Regions from separate parts of the Mus musculus genome. Here region 1 is linked to region 2. The links are chromatin contacts, called in public Hi-C maps. All regions are on one chromosome and are shown on one strand. Each heading gives the region's core, a stretch centred on a gene start, on an enhancer-like site or on the middle of the called end of the contact. The rest is flanking DNA. Distances are from core to core; before and after follow the strand shown.

The links. A called contact is a pair of places that touch in the nucleus more often than the background predicts.
Region 1: a contact with region 2 is called in a Hi-C map of uterus. The contact joins two enhancer-like sites. A contact is called at or near these places in 2 of 484 Hi-C or Micro-C datasets (both in uterus) and 1 of 115 datasets of contacts at active chromatin or transcription factors (astrocytes).

Annotation. Positions count from the first base shown.
Region 1 is chr4:66,479,988-66,485,503 of GRCm38.p6, reverse strand. No RefSeq gene overlaps it. Among named protein-coding and RNA genes, the nearest start is that of Gm25480, 61 kb to the left of the region's middle. Within about 2 kb of position 2,418, at least 51 of the 459 cell types and tissues checked have an H3K27ac peak or open chromatin away from gene starts, as enhancers often do. A contact at or near this core is called in uterus, where this site is marked.
Region 2 is chr4:66,022,617-66,028,050 of GRCm38.p6, reverse strand. All of the region lies in intron 5 of Astn2 (astrotactin 2), which reads left to right. Among named protein-coding and RNA genes, the nearest start is that of Astn2, 380 kb to the left of the region's middle. Within about 2 kb of position 2,485, at least 88 of the 459 cell types and tissues checked have an H3K27ac peak or open chromatin away from gene starts, as enhancers often do. A contact at or near this core is called in uterus, where this site is marked.

The DNA.
Region 1 (5,516 bases), core at 1,169-3,668, 460 kb before region 2:
GTAGGCCTGGGCCATTAAAGTCCCACCAGACTGCATTTATACCATTAAAGAACTATCATACTAAACATAAAATTAAATGCAATATGTATAATATGTTATGTGTATCATACAAAAAATACTTTAAATTGATAGTACCAACTGGAGCATCACAGCAAAGGATGGAAAGTGCAGATGAGAAGAGAGAAGAAACTGTACAGGAAAACACCAAAGAGATCATCCTGTTAACCAGTACCAGTGTAAACCAAGATTGGTCTTCTGTCCGGTATGGAAATAAAACCAAAATATCAGCCACTAACATTTCACCTGTTCAGTGCATTAAAAACTAAAGACAGTCTATCTAGTTGAGGGTAAAAGTGTAGGAAGAAAAAAAAAATTCATTTATTGTATGAAAATATATATGTACCTGGAACACTTTTGGAAATTACGCAGAGGGTATGCAATAAAACTTTAAAAATGCATCCACTTAACATAGCAATCCTACTTGAGAGAATCTAGCATAGAGAAATAAGATAACATAGTACATGAATATAATATTAGGGCCATTTATTGGGTGACTATTTAACATAGCATAAAACAGAAGTCTAGTTCTACCCTGAATGCTTGTTGGAACTTGTTGGTACTTTTCCAGGAAGAGTCATTTAGTTGTTTTCTAAAGATGAGTTAGGTGTATGTGTATTGACCAAAACAGATGAGAGAAAAATAAAGATAACATGCAGACTAGGAACAGTGAAGGGATTGTATACAAAAATAGAAGGGGTTTGGGAGATGTCTTAGTTGATAAAATGCTTGCTGTGCAACTATGAAGACCTAAGTTCAAATCCCCTACACCTATGTAAAAACTGGACACAGCTGTGCACACCTATAGCTTCAGAACTGAGTATGTGGAGACTGGCACATTCCAGAGGCTTGTTGGACATGCAGGCCAGCCCAGACATTGAGCTCCAGATTCAGTAACAGTCACTATCTCAAAAAAAGGAGGGGGGTGTGTTGGAAAGGGATTGAAAATAACACCTGGTATCAACCTCTGGCCTGTACAGATTCACACATAAGCAAGTACTCCCACATACTCATATGCCAGCACATACATACATAAAAATATATCAAAGAAAACAGTATCAGGCTTATAAAACCATTAGGGAAACTAAATAGTATAAAAGCCATATTTGATTTTTGATATTTATTGAAATATACGTGGGGTTGGCAAGATGGCACAGTAGATGAAGATGCCTTCCACTGAGTGTAACTACCTAAGTTAGATCCCTAGGACCAATTGTCAACTGAAGTAAGGTGTTCTGACCTCCACACCTGTGCCACAGCATGTGTGCATGTACTATGCATCACACACACACACACACACACACACACACACACACCCCTAACTAACTAAAACACAAATAAATAAAATCCAAAAAATTAATGTGGCTGGAGGCTGGCAGATACATTTAAATAGAGAATAGGGAGATTGCTGACTTAATACATTTATACAGAAGTTGTTTTGCAGGTGGCAAGCAGCCTTTATGACCCTAAGCAATTTTATCATTAAATCCAGTCATGTGCCTGTGTCCTTGCCCTTCATAGGTCCATCAGACATGCGTACATCACTGAGCTCGGCCCCCAACTCGGCTTTATGTTATCTCTGGTTTTCTCCAAGTACATTCTTGTTATGAGGCCGCACTTCTCTGCATGCTTACAGCTCTGTCTCCATTTACTCCATCCCCTGCCCTCCTCCCTTCTACTCCTCCTAGAGACACACCCACAGAGAATTCAACAGGACGCCTGCCCCGAAGGGGTTTACAATCTGTCAGGACTATGCTGAGCACATTCTCAAATAGAGATGAAGGTAGTCACGGGGAATTGTGCCAGATGGATGTAATTTTAAATGAAGGACAAGGTAAGTCATCTACTTAGGAAAGGAGGGAGTTGAGGACTTACAGGGAATGAACAGGGCTTAGATTGCAATATGGAGTCAACAGAAGATGAATGGAGGAATTGTCCATTTTGTGATCCTCTGAGGGTGGTTTTGAAATTTATCTTTCAAATTGCAGGAGTTTGGGTTGGGTGCTTTTGAAAGCCTCCATGGAGTCAGATTGCTCCCTTCTATCTCTGAGACACATGGGCAGAGGCACTTCCTCCGAGGTTCATTTTTCAGTTCGGTGGATGGAGACAGCAATCACTGCTGCTCATGACCCCCGCCCCCTCCCCCCCGACTCTGCTTCCCACGAGCACAGAAAGCCAGATTTCATCCACTTGTACCACCCACAGCCCAACTCCCTCCACTCACCCCTCCTACTCATTTTCCATGCTGGCCTCCTTTTAGCCCTAAGTCAACTATATTCTTGGCCTGCTCTGCCTGCCTTCTTGGCCAATGGTTCTGGCAGAGACTTAAGAAAGGTCAGATGGGAGGACTACTGGCCTGGGCTCCTACAAGCTGTGTCCTAGTTTGTTTGTTTTTTCTCTCTCTAAACTAAACTATCAGGGGTTGCCTCCTATGCCCCACCCACTTCCCTCTTCCAAATCCCTTTTCTGAGTCTGAAGAAAGTTTTTTCAGCCTGAGAAGAAACCTTCTGCCCCAGGCAAGCCATATCTAAGGAGCTGCCATCAGTCCCCATTGTCTGTGTCCTGGGATCACTGCCAAGGACTGTGACTCTTGGCTAGGGATGTAGAAGGGCCCTGTTTAATCCCATCTGTTCAGAGGTACAGAGAGAAGCCAGATCCCCTCCTCCTCCTCCTCCCCCTCCCTTCTCCCCTCCAACCCCAAGCTCCATGGATGAGTGGCCTTTCAGAGATGAAAAACTGGAGCCCTGTCAGGAAGACTTCTTGCTTGACAGAGGCAGGATCTAAATATAGTAAGGTACAGCTTAACTCCCCAGCAGAGCAAGCATACCCAACCAGCTCCTGCCTTCTGGGGTATCCTCCCCTTTTGGCACCTAGCCAAAACCCAGTACACACTGGGAATAGAGGCCGGTCATCAAATGCTCTGGATTAACCTTCCCATATCCTATCTAGTACCCCTCTTCCCACATAATGTCAATTAGAACCTACTGAGGCATTCTGGAGCCCCCTCCCTTCTGTCCCCCAATAGCAATAGATTCTCTTCTACTGCAAGCATCATTCCAAAGGCATGCCCACTTTTAAGAAGCCATCTTTAAGAATCTATCACATCACACATATTTAACTTTCCCTTTCTACGGACACTAAACATTCATGACTTTGTTCATTTCCAGGATATAATTACTCCCATTTTACAGATATCAACACTATGGCTATGCAGTAACTGATTCCTGAAAGCCCACCTGGTTAAGCAGTGTTTATCTCTTGCTTTAGAAAATCCCCATGACAACATGGAACTTGATTTGCTGGTTCCCTTTGGAATTTCACTTTATAATTCAACTGAAGGACTTCATGATATTTCTTTTATTTCATTAAAATATTTTTGGAGGCAGAGTTTCACATAACATAAATTAGCCCCAAATTTAATGTATAGCCCAAGCTGTCACTATACTGTTGATCATTCTGTCTCAGCATACTGGGTGCTGAGATTAAATGCAAGTACCACATCTGAGTCTTTTAATTTCATGAAGAATCATGACATATTGATTAGGTTTTTATTGTAACTGTTTTCAAATATACAACAATGGCAACCTACAGGAGGAATTATTTATTTTGTCTCAGGGTTTAAGAGGATTCAGTCTGGTGTGGTGGAGGAGGACCCACATCATTGAGGGTCAAGATGCACAGAAGCACAATGCATGAACTATACCACCTCTCTCCTTCTTCTTTATTTTGTCTAGAGGCCTGACCCAAAAGATGTTGCCTTCTACATTCAAGGTGGGTCTTTCATTCTCAGTTACTCTTCCCTTCTTGGTGTGCCTCAGTCTCCGAGCTGATTCTAAACCCAGTCACCTTAATCATATGACACCAGGAGTCTAATAACTTAGAAGCAAAACAGAGCAACAATGTGATAGCCCCATATAAAGTCTCCTGTGCTCACAAAGATGGCCCAGACCTCTTTCAGAGGCTCAAAAATATATTCATTTGGGTTCAGAAGCTACTATTGACAGGGATGGCCCTGGGGAAGACTCCTTTGTATTGTCCTGCCTCTGGGGGTTGCTAGAGCTCATGAATTCTTCTGACTTATAGCTATTGCAATCAACTTCTGTTTCTGTCTTCATAAGGCTACCATCTCTATGTGTTTGTGTCCCTGAATCTTCCTCTTTTTTTTTTTTCACTAACACATCAGTTATTTCATGTAAGGTCTTCTTCAGTTCAGTATGAATTCACTCTATCTTGATTTCATTTTCGAAGATCTGATTCCAAAGAAGATCAGCTTCTGGGGGATTGCCTGCAAACTATTCCCCTTACTAGAGATGCATTTTAAGGCCCTTGTGGATACCAGAAGCCATGTGTAACAATAATTGCTTTCCTCCACATATGTAACTATGAGAAATTTAATGAATATACTAAGCACATTAAAAGATTAAAAACAGTAACTAATAGTAAAATAAATATAACAGTGACACATCATAGTTTAAAAAACTATGTTGATGTAGTCTCTTCTCTCTGTTTCTCTCTGTCTCTGTCTCTCTCTGTCTCTGTCTCTCTCTCTCTCTGTCTCTCTGAGGCAAGATTTCTCTGCTTAGCCCTGGATGTCTAAGAACTAACTCTGCAGAAGAGGTTGTCCTTAAAATCAGAAATCTGCTTTCTTCTGCCTCCCTAGTGCTTAAATTAAAGGCATGTATCACCACTACCTAGCAGTGGTCTTTTCAAAGCACCTTATTTTACTAATAAAATAAATAAATAAATGATCTTTAAATCTTTATGTCTAGTTGAGGAGGAAAGGCTGAATCTGAGTATTAGTGGCGCCATCCAACAGGTTGGAGCTCCAGACTTGATAAATTTTTTTTTTAAATTGAACTAAGCATCATACTTCATCTCTCTCCACTTCCTGACTACAGTGGCATTACAACCAGATGCCTCATGTTCCTGCAACTATGGCTTCACTTCTATAAAGATCTGAGGCCAGAATAACCCCTTATTTCCTTAAGTTGATTTTGTCAAGTACTATGCCATAGTAATAAGAAAAGTAAAGAATGCACTCGTAAAATAATTTGCTGTGGAATTTTCCCATTCAATCTTTTAAAGCTGTACTTCAACATGGGCCACTGAAATGGTAGAAAAATAAGTATGGGGAAGAACATAATTTGACCCAAAATAGACAATATGCAATGGTAACTAGGAGGATGAACTTTAATTTAGGATTTGCCACTTGATCATTGTTTGAATTAGTATACATCAGCATCTCTGAACTCAATATTAACAGAGTAAGTGAAGAATGAAGGGTTCATTCAGTAGGCTAATTCGAAGAATTCTCCAAGATAATCAATATAGGACACTCAGCATATTGTCTGGTATATAAGTGTGTATCATAGTCACCGTTCCATTGCTGATAAAAGACTATGACATAAACCACCCTTTTGTATAAAGAAAAGCATTTAATTGGTGATTTGCTTACATTT
Region 2 (5,434 bases), core at 1,236-3,735:
ATAAGGACTCCATTCGTACAGGCTTTGTGGATACAAGGGAACATTTTCACAGTTATCTAACTGCATGCTGGCATTGCTGCAGGTTCAGCCTTTTGTCTTCTGTGAATTTTTGCAGTTATTTTACTTCCAGTTATTGACTTCCACTCTTTTCTCCCTGAAGGTCTTCATGATAGATGTGTTTTGTTTGTTGGTTGGTTTCCTTTCATCTCTTTTGCCTGTTTACTCCTTTTACCATGCCAGGTTTAATTCAATGCCTTTCCCTGAAAACTTTCTTTACATTACATCCCCCAACTTTTAAAATTTAGGACACCTAACAACAGAATACTACAGAACACTGAATCCAAAGCACAGATTCCCCTGTTGAGACTCATTAGTAACAACATCTTATTTCAATGCACAATTGGCTTTGATTTATCTCCTATCTTCAGCATCTACCACATGGCAAAGAAGAGCATGTCCTCCCAATGCGTGACTGATGGATGTGTGTACTTTACTTTCATCAGTACTAAATATTTGCATCAAATCTCCTTCACCTTATTCCAACCACCATTCAATGCCTTAGGTCCATAAGGTGAGAACCTCTAGAATTATGCTTTAATGAAAGGACTTGAACTAGATGCACAGTGTGTGATCTATTTGATATTTCCATTCTTTTCCTTTCCTCTAAGTAGGTCTCAATCTTCCCATGTATCCTGAAATTCCCATATCCTCTTTCCCAATGCATTTTACTTCCGGTCCACCCACCACCAGGCAGGAAAAAAAAACCACAAAACAAACAAACAAACAAACAAACAAACAAAAAACCTTTGCATCTAAATGATAGTACTTCCAAATGGACAGAGTGATCTGTAATTGAAAGATGATGGTTTAGGCAGAAGATGTTTGTTTTCATACTCCTCGTCCTGAGATGCACAGGTCCTCAAACCAGCTGAGACTTGAGAAGTCTGGATCAGATGTGGATGTAGAGGTCTCCAGAAGAGCCTGCAAACTGAACAAAGACAAATTCAAATGTATGTGCTACTCTAAAGTGTCTTCATTCTTGAAAAGAGTAGAATTATTTTCCTATCATTCATTCAGTAAACGGTTTTGGTGAGACCCTGCTGGTGCAGCAGTGAGACTTGCGAAAGAGAACGAGGTGTTGGTGAACACCTGCTTGGAAGTCCCTAAATCCAAAGCTCAGCACTGATGCTGCCAGCACCACCCCAACACTTCTCTTCCCTTCATCTCAAGCTCCTAATTTGTTAAGTAGGAATGCTGATGTTGTAAAATGGAGTTCTTGTGCCAAATACACATAAAGGTTTCTTTAATCTTTTTGTAAAATTTATTTTATTGGTTTAATTGATTTGTATGAGTAACTGTTGATGTATCTGCCATATATGTGTGGATGCCTGCTGAGGTCAGCAGAGAGCATCATGGCCCTAGTAACTGGAGTTAGAAGTGATTATAGGTCACTCTATAGTGCTGCTGGGAACTATGATCACCTTCTCTGGAACAGCAACAAGTGCACTTACAAACAATCTCTGCAGGCCCAAATCTAACCTTTGAAATCACATATGAAAGAAAAGGATCTGAAATTCAGAGAGATTTAACCCCTTAGGATACAACTGGAGGATTAGAACTTTTACCCAGGTGTATTTGACCCCAAGTTCAGTGCTTTAGTCTTCTCTACCATACTGTCTCATATTTGGATGTAGACATTCGATTTAGGGCTTATCCTAAATCCAGGATGATCTCAGCTTCTAATAGTGAACTTACATTCATCCACAAAACCCCACTTTCCAAATACATTCATCATGCACAGTATTCCATAGAGACATCTTTGAAGGACTTACTTCATTCCATGGTAAGCAGATAGCAGAGATAAAGTTCAAAGAAAATTAGACAGCAGCTAGATACCAGGAACTGAATATTTTTGTTAAAGCACCAAGTACCTTATACCTTTCATCCTGTGCATTATTTTTTTTAAATTGTTTTATTTATTACCTTCTAGTTTTTAATTGAGGTGATACAAGGTCATCCTTTCCCTCTAGGAATTTCTCCAATTGTAATATCAGAAATAATCTGTAGTTTCCTTTAATAGCTTTCCAACATAGATTTTCTAGAGCCCCAAGACTCAGGCCAAGACTCTTCCCTCTATTCCATCCTCACAAAGCAGTCTGAGTGGAAGCTAGAGTACAGCGGCTTGGAGGAAACCTCAACTCTCCCAGAGGCCCCTGCTGGACCATGATAACAGCTCTCTTACACCAGTATTAATCTTTAATTGCTATTTGATTTGATTTAACATGATCTTCTGCTTGTAAAACACCTTGAAATGTTTCAGCGTTGTGAGCGTGTCCTGGAAACGCCACTTTATTGTATTAACAAGTCTCGGCCTGAACATAAAGGGAGATAATTAGAAACAGCAAAGTCCCCTGACATGCTCAGGGCAGCCAAAAAGCTCTCGGGAAAACAATCCTTTCAGCTGCTTTCATGTTTCCAAAAGCGAAAGCTGTTGGAGAGGCCCCAGTGGGTAGGAAGCTTATTAGGGTGACTTGGCATGCTATTTATAGCTCTCAGCTGGCTCGCCTTTTGTCCAGCTCATGTAGCCCTGTGGATTCCCAGATCTCTAGTAAGTTTGTTCTACAACTGCTAGGACCCCAACCTAGGAGCACACTGTATTGCCAGCAATTGATCTGTGAGAGCTTTTGGCATACTTGGGGCGTTTTCTCACAAAGACAAGCATGTTGTATACACAAGGGGGTAAAGTTCCCAGGCTAGCCTATAAAAGTTGATATGTCTTACAGTGGATCAAAAGCACTGCAATATCATTCTTAGATATCCGGATGCTCAGATGAGACCCAAGTGGATTTGTAGCCTAACAAAGACTACTTAAAGGGTGACTAAGCTACAAACCAGTTTTTCCTAAGTATAGCCTCAGCTAATGCTTTATGATGTGATATATTTGAATTAGAGTTATACTTGACATAGCAAGTGCATAATGAAAATCTACATAAGTTAATTTGGTTGTGCTTTAAAGCTGTTCCATGAAGCTTGAACTTCATCGGAAAGAGTGCAGCAGGGTTGGTTGGCTTTTGAGGCAACCAGACATCCTTGAGAACCTCCACCGTGGTGTGCCTGGTGCAGAGCAATAGTAAAAGTGATGGTTCAGAGACAGGTTACCGTTCTCTGCATCCATTGTCTTCCTGATTAACTGATAAAGACATGACTCCAGATGAAGTTTCTGGCTTTATGTAGAGTCCTAATTAATGTGTAATGTGTAAAAAAAATAATATTACTGCCTTTATTTGGTTTATTTTTAAAAAATGAAAGAATGTATTTCACATATGACTAGAGTCATAAGCCCAGATTCCAATAGGTATTGAGCTTTACATTGTGTTTTTAATTGTGGATGGGGGTATATTTATGTGATGAATGTTTGTGCATACGTGAGCATGTGTGCGTGTCTGAAGTATGTCTGCCTGTGCATGAACATGCCAAATATTGATGTCCAATACCTTCCTCTCTCCCTCTCCATGTTACTTAAGGAATCACAGACTCTCAATGCACCTGAAGACCTCCAACTGGTTTGTGTGCTGCAGCATCGCACTATAGTTTTAAGAAGTTGATTCTGGGAATCCAAACACAGTTCTTTTGCTTGTGAAACAAGGAACCCACTGAGCGATCTCCTCAGTCCCAACTTTGAGGTTTTTTTGCTTTATTTTTTTCCCCAATTTTATACATATATAATACATTCTCTTAACTCTCATCCCACCCTTTTCTCCCATTCCTTCTTACAAGCCCACTTCACAATTCACGTCTTTTCCTTTCTATTCTTACTCACTGGCTTTAACCAGAGTCTAAGTGTGTCCACGAGTTTGGAGCTATCAGTTGGAGTCTGATGTGCTTACCTTTCAATGCTGATTGGAGATAATGAATATCCCTCTCTTAGGATGTATTGATACTGAATAGTCTAACATGGAGAGGTAGGGTGTAACCACTCTCTCACTGACTCAAGAAAAACTGCTGATAGACCCAGTCCTATACAGACCCAGTGTGGGCCACAGTGGTGGCTGTGAGACCATGTTTGCAATGACAGTGTTAGGCTCGAAGGGTAGTATTTTGCAGTTCTTCTCCAGGTCTCCTGACTCATATATTCTTTCTGAGCCTCTTCGTAATGTTCTCTGAGCCTGGCCTTGGAGAGTGTACTGTGACTATCCTAGTTAGGTGATCATTCAATCCCTCATTTATTCTTACACTTTGAATCTATCTGATTTTTAGACCTTGCCATGATTCTCCATTTATAGGAACAAAAGTTAATAATTTGTGGATAAGAGAAATTTTGCGTTGAAATCATTCTTCTCAACCCTATCTCATCATCCTTATTTAATAGATTATAGGTAGGGTTTAAAGTATTTTTACCAAACTCTACAGAAGCTTCTGAGGCAGAGAGCAATTCAAAGTGTTATAAACCCAATGGAATGAAGGTGTTGAAAGAGAACTCCCTTTTAAGTGATGCGTACAGTTTAAATGATACAGTCTAGAAGTGGTTTCTAGTCTGAGGGGAAAAAGATGATCAAATGACATCTAGAGCATAGGAGTGGACATCTTGGTTGATCTAAAGCATGGCATTGGGTATAGGTGTGGCAATAGATAAGCACACATTATGGGAAATCCTGCAGGAACTGCTTCCCACTGATGCAATGCTTCTCACTGGGTTGTGCATGCCAAACGAACTGGGTCTTCACCCAGGCTCCACCTTCTATGATCATGATGCTCTCAGACAAACAGTGCTGTTTTTCCCTACATTCCTTGCCTTTCTCACTAGGAAAATAAATTGTGCTATAAAGAGGATTAATAAAAACCATGATGTCAAAGAAATTACTCTACGACATAGATTCGTCTCCAAATATTATTTCCTTTCTATCTTTTCCTCAAACACTCCACTTTCCTTCCTTTTTGTCTCTGTACACTGGTAAGAGTCTTTAGTGAACTATGAATTTGGGGCTGTTTCTCCCTTACATGTACCCACTGAAAGATCAAGGATGACAGTATTTATTTCCTAGTTCAAAGAATATAAACAAGCCACAGCCTGGACTGCCATTAATAATTTATACAATAAGTCACATAATGCACATTTGTAATAAATGATTTACAGCCTCCCACTAACTTCAGAATTTACCCACTTGACTTCCTCCTACATGTCAAGGGCTCAAGCTAGATGCTTCAGATATATCTGCATCATCTGTGTACAGAACATCTAAGAACAGAGAAATCTTTTCATTGGGGATTTAATGCAGATGTGTGAGATAATAAACCTAATTGGCATAGTAGCTAAGCAGTTCTGGAGGGGGCTATATTTCTATAAACAGAAAGGTAGAAATAGAACAGGAATTCAACTGAATTTTAGTTGCAATTTGTACTTTTCTATGTAGTCAAGAAGGGTAGTAATTATAAA